2 separate regions of the Sus scrofa genome follow, and region 2 is linked to region 1. The links are chromatin contacts, called in public HiChIP or PLAC-seq maps. All regions are on one chromosome and are shown on one strand. Each heading gives the region's core, a stretch centred on a gene start, on an enhancer-like site or on the middle of the called end of the contact. The rest is flanking DNA. Distances are from core to core; before and after follow the strand shown.

The links. HiChIP or PLAC-seq counts read pairs in DNA pulled down with a chosen protein or histone mark.
Region 2: a contact with region 1 is called in an H3K27ac HiChIP or PLAC-seq map of skeletal muscle. The contact joins two enhancer-like sites. A contact is called at or near these places in 1 of 47 Hi-C or Micro-C datasets (embryonic fibroblasts) and 1 of 2 datasets of contacts at active chromatin or transcription factors (skeletal muscle).

Annotation. Positions count from the first base shown.
Region 1 is chr2:149,992,887-149,999,353 of Sscrofa11.1, forward strand. No RefSeq gene overlaps it. Among named protein-coding and RNA genes, the nearest start is that of ADRB2, 38 kb to the right of the region's middle. Within about 2 kb of position 3,700, at least 3 of the 83 cell types and tissues checked have an H3K27ac peak or open chromatin away from gene starts, as enhancers often do. A contact at or near this core is called in skeletal muscle, where this site is marked.
Region 2 is chr2:150,141,233-150,147,145 of Sscrofa11.1, forward strand. No RefSeq gene overlaps it. Among named protein-coding and RNA genes, the nearest start is that of SH3TC2, 100 kb to the right of the region's middle. Within about 2 kb of position 2,304, at least 17 of the 83 cell types and tissues checked have an H3K27ac peak or open chromatin away from gene starts, as enhancers often do. A contact at or near this core is called in skeletal muscle, where this site is marked.

The DNA of each region.
Region 1 (6,467 bases), core at 2,450-4,949:
CAATCTGCTTTCCTCATAGTGAGAGAAAAACACACATTAAACTTTGCCAAGATGAACAATGTGAGTTGGACAACTTATGCGGAGGGCGACTTGACAGACTCTAACAAAATGACAAATGGGTGTACTTTTGACCCAGCCACTGCACACTGCACTTCTGGGAATTTATCCTACAAATCAATTGACTTGTAAAATGACAAAAAAAAAAAAAAAAAAAAAGCAAAACAAAACCAAACAAGGTTAATTACTGCAGCAGGTTAATTACTGCAGCACTGGTCATGAAAGCAAAATATTTGAAAATATATAACTGCTCAAATAAATCATGGTATATTATGCAGACACTAAAAAATGAAATAAACTCTTTATATAAAGATAAAAAATGTTGTCCAAGACATATTGCTAAGATGGGGAAACAAAACACTGTGAACTAAATAACACCTGGACCTAGCTGCACATTCACGCATTCCGCATCTCTGACAGGCCGTCCAAGAAACCACTGGCAGTGCCCACAGAGACTTGCTTGGCGGGGGGCCGGGCATGGTAAAATGAGTGCTTTTCCTCTAAAACTTTCCATACACCTTTTGAATTTTGAGTGCCAAGACTAGTTTATCTATCATGATTAATTAATTCCTTGAATTTTTTTAAAGTTCTTACAGACTACTAGTCAAGCATGGCAGGTTGTAAATACGCCGTCTGTCTACTTCCACCTGGAAGCCACTCAACAGACACTGTCGGATATTTTTTTCAGTCAGTCAACAAGGACAAAAGGAAGAGAAGACCGTCTCTAACATCGGGTGTCAACAGACTCTTGGCAGGAGGGGGAGGCTATAGACCCAGCCCCCCAGGGAATGGGGTCCCAGGATCTCTGTGAATGAGGATAGGGCAGAATCAAAATACATGCAGATTATCTGAAAAAGTAGTGGCAGCATGAGCCGGTTATTCAGAAATACTGAGAGAGAGAACAGAGGCCACAGTTAAAAAGAGTTGAAAGCGGTTGGCTCTGGGAACTGGAGCTAAGATATGGATGTGCAGGGGAAGGATGGTTATTTTTTATTATAAACTATGGCTTGAATTTTTAAACTATACATGAGCATTATCACTTAGTCCTTACTTCTTAAGAAAAAAAGTGCCTTAAGAAATTATTAGTATTATTCACAGTGTCATGCTAATATATGTGAATTTTTAGTGACATGGATAAGTCTTGACAAAACGAGAAATGACCAAAAATGACCAAAAAGAAATAGATGTAAACTTACAGTGAACCAAGAGAAAACTGGAAAATTTTAAAGGACTGTTAATATTACTACAGGAAATTTTTCTTTCAAATTTTTGTTCTAAAAAGTCCCTGTTCTTAAATAACAAGAAAATTGTTATAAGCAATTAGTTTTATTATGAGACTATCTGAAATAGAATCTATGTAAATAGAATTCATCCATATGGTAAGATAATTATTTTCTGATTAAATACGGATTATCCTATCGTAACAAAACCAGAAAAATCCAAAGAAAACTACTAACACAGTAAAGGAAAGCAGAAGCCACCAAAAAGACTTTTGATAAAATTGTCAAAGTTTGACAGAAATCAGATTGGTATTGGGAATAAAAGATATGTTTTCTGTGCTCCAGGAATTCAGTGTGGTATCTTTATGCGGACTGTTGTTTCACAAGTAAAAGCACATCTGATGTAAAATTAACATGAAAACCATCCACTCACTGAGCAGGTAACTCTGGAACGAGTCTGTGATTCCCACACTCTTGGGAGGGAACGGACAACGGTGAGTAAGACAGTGACCCTGAATTCAACAATCCGGATCAACAGCACAGTCACTATTATATTAGCAGACACTTCTTGAGCAATCGCCACCTGCTAAAGCTGACAGAAAACCTTACACAGCAATAGGAACCAGAAGCTCTTCAACTGTCATGGGCAAACAGGTGGGTAAAGGAGCCGGACTGGCAGGTCACTGGATCACATGTGAGGGGACCTAGGGAACTGGGAGAGAACTGACAGTCAGCGCAAGGAGCTTCGGGGTTGGGAATTCTGGAGGTGGGGCAGTTTCAGGTGAGGACAGCCACTAGAGGTTCATGACAATGCAATGCTTAATGACAAAATGGAAACCACCCAAATGCCCCAAATTAGGTAAGATAAAGTCTACCACGGCACATTAAAGCAATGAAATACCACGCAGTCATAAAAGAAAGCGCTACAAGGGCCATGAACATGTGTATATAAAATAATGCCAAGTGGAAAAAATAAAACAATAGATCGCATAAACTGAATAAAATTTCCATTTGCATCAGGATAATGACAGGGAGAAATCAAAGACAAGGGGTTAATAGCTTAATACCTTCAAAAAATATTTTTTTTAATCCCCTACAAAATACAAAAGTATTATGTAAGCACGCACTTTTTCTAAGGAAGGAAGAATATCTCTGGTCACTCTTAATTTATCTCCTCTGCTGAATCAGAAGAGACTGGCCATGACCCTAGAGCTTTCAAAGGTAACTGAATTCTTTCTTTACTCTTGAGCCCTCGATTAGTTGTCTCTTAGGCAAGTCTGAAGAAGCATAAGACATATCTAATAAACTTCTTCTCACCAATTAAGTTTCCACTCAGAACTGCACACAAATACGTAAAACAGTAAAGAGCAGTGATCAAAGTTATTGCTTTATTTTACCTGGAATATCCATGGAGTCAATGAGTTCTTAGAGCTGGAAGATGGTCTAAAATCTTAGTCCACTTTAGTGGATTTTAAATTCTGGCCCACATAGATGGCTTAGACATCACCTTAGGGAGAGCAGAGTGACAGGGTGGACAAGTAAACTCCGTCCCTCCTTGTCTCTGCCGACCTCCCACACTTCCCTCTGGAGCTTCAAACACACAATTTAATTAGAGCAGTTCTGCAAATATCTGCTTCATGTTCTGGGGTTTCCAAACCTAGCAGCATATGAAAACTAAATGGGAAGATTTTAAAACATACTGAGTCCTCGAATGGACTCTTCACCCCAGACCTACTGAATCAGAATTTCTAATAACAGAGTCCAGCAATTAGTATCATTTTAAAGCTGTCCATTTAATTCTGATCTGATCCAAATACACAAAATTTCTCTATAGAGTACTGGAAAGATACATGGCTTTTTCTGGAATATTCCCAGTTAGGAGATTTCTTCCCCCCACAGAAAGCATTTTCAATTACTAAAAGAGAATTAACTTTCCATGGAGCTGAATCCATTCTTTGCGCCTTTTCATGCTATGCAGAACCAATGAGCTCCTTCACGCCCATGACAGGTAAGGCTGCCCCCGGGTAGTGCTGGCACTCTTTCTTCTGATAACCAGTTCCATCACTTCGCCCTAACAGTTCACCAGATTCCGAATCAGTCGATCATAATTCCTCAACCTTGGGCCAGAGTTGGTGACCCAAGCCCACCCAGTAAGAGTACCTCTCCAAGACTTTTAAAAGTCTCAACTAAAGTCAGAATTGAGACCCATTTCTCTCTGCAGTCACAGGGCTAGGAAAACAGAAATCTAGGGCTCCTGGGGGCTGTGCCTCTGGCCTCACTGGAGCGGGTGCTGTGACGAGCTGCCAGGTGTGCCAGGAGATCCAGGGTGGATACACTGCATTTATCCTCCCAGACACCACGAGTGCTGCCGGCTGGAAGCTCACAGTCAAGTCTTTCCACTGGGCAAAGGGAGCAGCCTTGAGCGTGGTTATACCCTCTCAGGTGCAGTTAGGCCACAGCCAACGAATCAGGCCCTGGCTCCTCCAGTGCTGACAGCTGTGAAGAGCTCCCCCAGGGCGAGGACCCCCCTGGTGGGCGAGGCCTCTGCTGTGAAAGTGCAGCCCACCTCTTCCCTCCACTCAGCCCCGCTTCCCTCACTCCTCCACGGATGTTGCTCCGAACAGCACTCCAAACACATCTCCGTCCTAAGAGCCTCTTTTCCCAGAAAGCCCAGCCTGTGTCGCTATGGAGAAATCCCAACTACAGCAGGAGGACATGCGACTGAGCTGTGACATCTGAGACAGGACTCACCCAGAATGAACCCTAGGAAAACCCTGGTTGCCCCGCTCTCTTCTCCCTGCCTTTCCACGCGTGCATAACCACACAGAGTTCCCAAGACCTCGCCATCCCGATCATGCGATGCTCAATTTTGAATGCAACTGCCCATATGTGGACCTGCTAGGCTAGAGTATGGAGAAATTTTATACTCATTGTACTTCTATTAATTTTGCTGAAGATTAGCTCAGCTTTTCAGCAGCCCAAAAATTTAGTTGGTTTATTAGAGCTTGTGTTTACCAAAGACTCCTACATCACTTTCTGTCAAGCCAGCTCCCCATCTCTGCATCCAAACATCGTTTATTCTTCTCAAAAAGCTGCCTCAACTTTATGACTGGTAATATTTCTTATCCCTTCTAAACACATGACCCAAACATGAGCCAAGATTTGAAAGGGGTTGGGGGACGGGGAGGTTGTTTTTTGCAGTGTGTACTACAAAATCAGTAAGTCCTGGGAACACAACTTTTTTCTAAAACTGCACGCACTGTTCATCCATCCTATGCTCAGTCCCCCAGAGAATGCTAGGGGACACCTCCCTAACAATGACCTGAAGTTCTTACAGTTCTTATTTGGCACTTTTCATCAGGTCTAATGTGTGCTGTGCACATAACAAAATCCCAGAGACACGCAGTTTTCCAGTAATGCAGCTGTATTTGACCATTAGATGCCCTGGTGATCAAGTCCCACTGAGAAAATGGAAGTGGTGACAGACTGGGGATACGTTTTTCTTCTTTAATTTCCAATTATGGAGCTAAATGGGCCTTGAGAGGTCATCTAGCGCCTGAGTGGCAGACATTCCCTCCCCTGACACGCCTGTCCCTGGAGTCAGTGGGAGACGGTGCTAAGCTGAACCCAGCTCTCTGGACAGAGCCCCAGGGCTGTCCCTCTCCCCCGGGGTCTTCCTCCTCAGAGCCCAAATCACGCCCCGTAATTCTCGGCATGCCACGGCAGACAGCAACCACCAGTAAACGGGGTCTGGCAAACTCGATGAACTTTATTCTCTTTATCTGTCCCAATCACCCTGCTCTTTTAAAGTAGCAAAATCATTGTCCCAAATTTATATCGTGGTCAATAGCTGAGCTTAAACTCCTGGTTCCCAATTCAGTGTTCTCTCCACTTGCCGCTTTCTGAAAATTCCCCCATTTTTCCCAACTATTCTAAGCCTGACAGCTTGTCAGGTGTGCAGAATTCTGACCTGACTTCAGCAGGCGGTGCCTTCCATTGCTGTCTGTCTACATGGGCCTTTCTCGTCATGCTTGCGATGCATATAGGAACAGAGGGGCCATCCGGAGGAGCAGAAGTGGTGCCGGTAGGGCTCCGTATTCACAGGGCACCACGTACTCCAATAATAATAATAATAAATGCCAGACAAATAGAAACATGCCCAGTGACTCACAGCGCTAAGCTAATCCCACAATGGCCCCACCTCACTATTAAAAACTTGAGCGAGAGAGAGAGAGAGAGAAGAAAATGCAATTCCATGTATGTCCTTCTTTTTGTTTGGTAACCACAACAACCAGCCATACATGAGAAGGGACTCCTGACCAATGGTTTTGTTTTGTTTGGGGATGAAGCCATCCCTCTGGCTCCTGAGCTGTCATCCAGGACCTCGGGAGAGTAAAGGACCCTTGGGGGCATTGGACCCTTGACAGTTCTCCATCTCCCCAGCGCCAGCACCGTTTTCCTCATACCAGGAGAATGGCAGAGCTGTAGGCAGGATGGAAAACAACTGTCTGGCATGAGGTGCCCTGGGAGCCAGGCACCAAGTACAGGATGATGTGTCCAGATCCAGGAAAAGATGGGCGTCATGACCGTGTCATGCTTTCTCCCAGGCACAGGAAGAACCTACCTGAGTCTCCACCTTCCCTCCCAGAGGGTCCGAATGCCAAAGAAGAACGAACCTCAGGGATATCAGGTACAATCCTACCACTTAACAGGTATGAATAAGGCCCAGAGAGGGGAGGAGACCAGGCCAAGGGCACACAGCAAGATTGTTCCAAGAGCAAGCTCATGAGGAGTAAGGAGCTGGAAACATGGAAACGCCGGAAGTAAGGACAGACGGAAACAACCGGTCCAGTGAAAGAGCACTGAGCCATTATAGAGCCGCTCTCCATGCAAAGCAGAAGTCCCATCCCTACCCCCGACCCCGCCACGGGTCTCCCTCCTTCCCCCGCTGACTCGTACTGAGGCAAAATGCTAGCTACAAAATGACTCACTTTGGAAATCAGACTTTGTGACTCAGACTCTGATTTTTAACTGCTACACCAAGGTCCCAAAGGCTTGAGGGGATTTTACAGTATCTCCGACAAGCTGTTAAGAGAGGAGATCTCCCTGCATTGAAGATAAATAGGTGGTTTGTGGACCAGTAAGAGACTGCATGGAATAAAAGAGGAAGAAATTCATAATGAATTCTGT
Region 2 (5,913 bases), core at 1,054-3,553, 150 kb after region 1:
CATTTTAAACCCCTATCATTCTAATGCCCCAAACAACCTCACTGGATGGGTCACTGCTATTTTACAGAGAGGACACCGAGGCTCAGAGCGGCGACGGGACTTTCCCATGATGACACAGCTAGAAGCTGCAGAGCCGTAACCTGACTCTGTCTAACCCAGTATCCACGGCCACCCTGCAACGCCCTCATTAGGATACAGGGCACAGGGTGCCAGCCCTGCTACACCCTCCTCCTGGGCCTCCCTGGGCTGGCAGTGGTCTGGCGCCTGCAGGTAGGATGGGGGAATAAAGAGCACTAGGTGAGCAGCACGGGGCTTGAAATCCCGTCCTAGGACTGAGCGCCCACTAAGATTCAGGCTGTGACAAGCCCACGGGGGAAGAAAATCGAGCGATGGAGCGCTCGCTGTCTGACCAGGATGGACAGTGTAAAGTCTGCTCCAAGCTGTCCCAGGCTAAGGGCTGCACCGGATGCTGTGAGGGAACGTGTCACATGACACGGAGCAAAGCATCTCCTTTCTTCTAGAGAGCGTGGCATAACGATTATGCCCACGGCTCCAGAGCCAGACGGGGTTAAACCAAAGCGCTGCTCTTACCAGGAATGTGGTCTCATGTGGTATTAGCATTTTTGAGTGTCATTTCATGCTTCTATAAAACCAAGATAATAATACCTACTTTCTAGTGCTATTATAAAGACTAAACGAGGCACTATTTGGAACTCGGAATAGTATCTAGCACATAGTAAGAATTACACACATTTTTGCTACTTTTTAAAAACTATATAAACTAGAAGTAATAGCTGATCATTCAAATTAAGATGCTTTCGGCTATTATACTAACAGAATCCATGACCTGAAGTAGCTTTAAATGAAAATTTCATTAATATCTCCCATAATGAGGAGTTCCCACTGTGGCTCAGCAGGTTAAGTACCCAACTAGTATCCATGAGCATGCAGGCTTGATCCCCGGCCCTGTTCAGTGGGTTAAGGATCTGGCATTGCCATGAGCTGCAGTGTAGGTGGCAGATGGGGCTCAGATCCTGCATTGCTGTGGCCGTGGTCTAGGCCAGCAGCTGCAGCTCCAATTTGACCCCTAGCCTGGTAACTTCCATATGCCACCGGTGTGATCCTAAAAAGAAAATGAAAGGCTCCCATAACGAGAACCGTCGGGCAGGCAATGGTTCCAGGCCGCAGGAGGGCCCCAGGATCTCAGCATCTTCTCAGTCTCCCTCCCAACATCCTCCATGTTTCACTGCCTCCCCTCCTGTCCCAGGATGGCTGCAGCAGCTCTGCGCATCACATCTTCACAAAGCCACAGCCAGAAATAGAAAGCAAGGGACATGGGACTCTCTCCTGCACATGTCACTTTCTTATGAGGTACAAAAATCTTCTCTAGAAGACTTCCCTTATCTGTCTTGTGATTATCCCAGCCACTGTAGAAGGCTAGAAAAGCAAGATTCTGGCATGTTCAGTCACTGCCTAGAGCTGGGCTCCATAGCAAAGAAGATGAGAAGAGGTGCTGAACGGGCAACTGATCGACCTGCCTGGCGCGACAGTTTTGAGGAAGCAGTGCGAGGAAAGGTGCAGAAATACCGTGAAAGAGTTAACTGCTTCCACTACACACACGCAGGCTATCATTCTCCTAAATAATAACAGCAACAGCGAGGCTAATTCGAGTCTAGAGAAAAGCAGGATGCCGGTAATTCTAGGCAGTCCTGTTCTTTTTTCCATGAACATGGCAGGCAAAGGAAAAATGAAAGGAAGCCAAGTGCCTCCTGGCCCAGCCACTAAAACTGACATTGCATGACCTCCTAATAACCCAGACCCAGGGAACAGCTGGTCACCAACTTCCCCTCTCAGTTTGGTAGGTTCTAAATAAAGTTTGGAGAGAAAGAAAATGAAGTTAGTTTAGAACACTGGTAGAATTCCTCTGAGAGGTGAAACTTATGTTTCGAAAACACTTGATGAGCCGTTTTGTGCTGAAAAATCAGCACTCTAGCCACGGTCTAGATCAAGAGTCAGTTTTCTGTAGGGCTGGACAATATTTTAGGATTTGCAGACAGTACGGTCTCTCTAGCAACTGCTGCTCGCTGAGTACTGCGAAAGCAGCCGATGTGTCAACAAATGACTGTGGCTATGTCCCAATAAAACTTTATTCACACAAACTGGTGGAGAGCCGGATTTGGCTCATGGCCATAGTTTGCCAACCTCTATTCTACATGGCAAGCTACATAAGACAAACACCTAGGCCAAGAGGCTCAGTCTCGAATGCACACGGGGCTATGCATGGCATGTAGAGAAGCAAACAGACAGGGTGGGGTCTCTGGCAGTGTAAAGATGACATGACTCACGGAAAGACAGCAGCTGCAAAACCCCTGTAGTCAGATCCTCCCATCTTTCAAGAAAACCAGAAATGCAGATATTGACATCTTCTAATCGTTTTAGTGTGGCAGCTAATTCAAAATTTTAAACCTGATGCAGACCAAACGAAACAGACCTGGGGGCCAGCGCAGCTTGGGGACAGCCAGTGCGTGACCTCTGGCCTAGAAAATCATCCTCTTGAGCAACTCGCTCTGACAACCAAGCACCTGTGACACATTTGAGTGACGCGGTCCAGGAAGCAGCACAGAGCCAGGCTGACCTATTGGGAATGGAATGCATGCCCGCTACTGTCCGGCCCCGAGGCCAGGCCTGCGGGGGGGCACACACAGAAAGGACGGCAACGAGCTTGTCTGCACCGTCTCCCCTTCCTGCCTCCTCGACGCTCTGCCTTCTCTCCGTGGTGGGGGCGCGTGCGGGTTCCGTGACATCGGGCGCCGTGCAGCACTGCCCACACGGACCTTCCCGACCTACCTTAAAGGAGTGATGAGCTGCTGCGGAGAAAGGTACTTGGTGAACCAGAAAACCACAGATAAGTCAACTTGGCTGGTTTCTGGCTTTCACTGCCCCAAATGCTACCTCAGAGGTTCCGCTAATGAGTATATTCTTCACAGAGAGGGTAAAACCCTGAGCACAGCACAGAAGCGGAGCAAAAACAAACAAGCAAACAAACAAAAAACGTAGCCAAGTTTCCCGCCAGCACAAAAGCCCTCACGCTGTGCCCGACCCACCTCGGTGGAAGGCCAGGCACCACCTAAACGCCTGGGGCTGCAGACAGCTCAGCACCTGACACCCGGCCCCTGGCTGTCTTCGGATGCTGCCCTCGCCTGGTCTTAACTTCTTTGCCCTTCTCTTCGGTTTCTGTAAATCTGCAGCATCCTGAGGATTTGCCAGGAGCTTCGTCTCCCCCAGCTCAGCACTCCCATCCTCCTGCCTCTGTCCTGCTATTCGCCTGGAGTCTCAGCTTTCCACGATACACTGGCCCGACTTTTCTCATCTCTGTGAGTCACCCTCTTGCTTCCCTCAGCCGTATTTTGGGACAAGGAAGGGGGAACAAGGAGGACAAGACAGAGACAGAGAGCAAAGGCAACGCCAACACTCCAGCCCACACCTAGTTCAGCACCGTGTCCCCTTTGTTCCCAGTCAGGTGCTGGGCCAGTAGTTTTCCAATGTTTCCTCAGCTCCTGTGACTCTTCAGCGCTGTCCCAGGGACCCAGGGAGAGAGAGTGAGAGGGCTGCCGCAGGCCACAGGGCTGACTTCAACAGAGAGGCTCCATCGTATCTGTTCTGTATGTTATAATCAGAATAAAACTGTGATTGAAAAAAAGGTTCCTTTACTAAAAAAGAAGTTTGAAAACTCCCAGGCTCGTCACTGAATCTAGATCAGAGGACGGAAGGCAGATTCCTACACTGAAGGAGTCTGCAGGACACCTTAAGGTAAGCAATATTTGTGGGCAAAGGGCAACTCAGGAAAATTTAGGTTAAATTTCAGTCCAAAATTAAAATAGCTTTATTGAATATCAAATGGGAAAAAAATGTATCTGTTCACACACTTCAAACTGTCTACTTCCTTGAATGAAGAATACACAGAGGAAATAAGCAGCCCCTTAAATAGGAATATACATCTGCCTCTGCTTAGCGGTGATATGGGGGAAGATTTCTGTACGTGGGTTGTGAGGTGTTTCTTGAAGCTGATCATCACTGCTTAGTGGAGAAATCACCCCTGGGGATGCCCAGGGCATTGTCAACAGGGCAAAATGCTACAAGAAGCGTCCCAGCGCATTTTTTTCCCCACTGTTGCTCAAGTTCAGATTTTCCCAGTGTGGCCTGCAGATGTTTCCTCGGGGATCATAGACCCCGGTCTGCAGACAAGGGAGCAGAGCGGGCAGGTCGGGCCTAAAGGGAGAGGCCAGCAGGAGGAAAGGGGTGTGCTCGTCAGCTGAGCTAGAGCCGAAGAGCCCTCACACACACACCCTGCTGCTGACTCAGCCCACGGCTCGGATCCACGGCTGACAGGGGAGGAGGGCCTGCAGGTGTGATCACCGACCATGTCCGAAAGAAACGAAAAGGCATCACTCACATCATTTTAGAACTGTACACTCTCGGACTTGCAGTGCCTCTTAGAACCTCTGGCCTGCAAGCAAACAGAGAAGTTCCGTCCCATACTGCATCATGGTTAAGTTCCTGGGCTCTGGAGGCAGATGGACCTAAACTGAAGACCACTCAGATATACTGGTGGGTGTGGAGCAGCTCACAGGGAAGAACAGAAAAGAAGGCGTAGCAAAAACTCAGAGCAGGAGCAGAAGTCACCTGGCAATCCGGCCCCGGAGCTGGAGCTGTAATCCAGTTCTGAGGATTTCTTCTGCTCTCATATGAGAAGCTCAGGATTCCAAGTTCCAGGAGAGAGCGACTCTGACTGGACTTGCCCGCGCCTTCACAGAGTGGTCTGAGGACGCCTTCAGGCTCCACCGTGAGAGCACGAGTGAGCTGACTTACCATTCAAACAGGGCTGAAAACAGAGAGGAAGAGAACTCCCACAGGGAAGTCAGGGCTCTTGGGCAGCAGGACTGCTGCCTAGGACCACAAACAAGGGTACCTCTCATCACACACTTGCCACAGGGCTGCCCAGAGGGGAGCACTGACAGGCGATCCGCACAGAGGGCCGCGCACCTGTCCGCACGCGGTAGGCTGGCATGGAGCAGCGGCATCCGCTGTGCTAACTGACACTCCTTGTGGGGCTAGAGCCCCTGGATAACGTGCCCGGCAAACAGTTACCGCCAACTGGCCCGGCCCCCTTTGGAATCATGGCTCCTGAGCTACCTTTGGAAGGTAGAGACCATCTGAACAGGGAATTTTAAAAGGGTTTACTGAGCCCAAGGACAGCCCACGCCACGCCGCTGGGCGTCTCGCACTATCTGGGATGGGACCAGCCGTGGCTCAGAAAGAGACTCCCATGTGGCTTTTACTCTTCACTACCAGTAATGTCCCATACGGTGTCCCTCTCGAATCCGGTCAACCTCAGTCAAGTGTGGAGTTCTGGCAGCGTCGTGTCTTCACACCGTTCGGTCAGAGAGGAGACACGGAAACCATCGCCATGACTGCGAGAGCTCACCTCCTCCTGAAAGCTCCGCTCAGGAGCAGGCTCCTCGGATCTTCATACCACTCGTCAAAGCTCTAAAGCCTGCCCTAGAGAGAGGATGCCCACGGCTTCACTGCCCCCCGTACTGCCCCCAAAGGGCTGCTGCTACACTCTCGCGTCTGAAAGCTTGGTGGCTGAATGCGAGGCACATGCGGACGTCCACGTCAGGCACACAAAGGGTCGAGTACATGGAAGGCCACCCCGGGCTGTCCGGCCCATGAAAGCCGCCTTCCTGCAGAACGCCCACGGGGCGGCCGGCCGGCCAGTATGAAGCACTAGCTCTGGTCTCTTCAGCAGATGGTGCTGGGAAAGCCGAACAGTCACTTACAAGTCGATGGAGTTAGAACATACCCTCACACCATGCACAAAAATAAACTCAAAGTTACTTTAAGACTAAACAT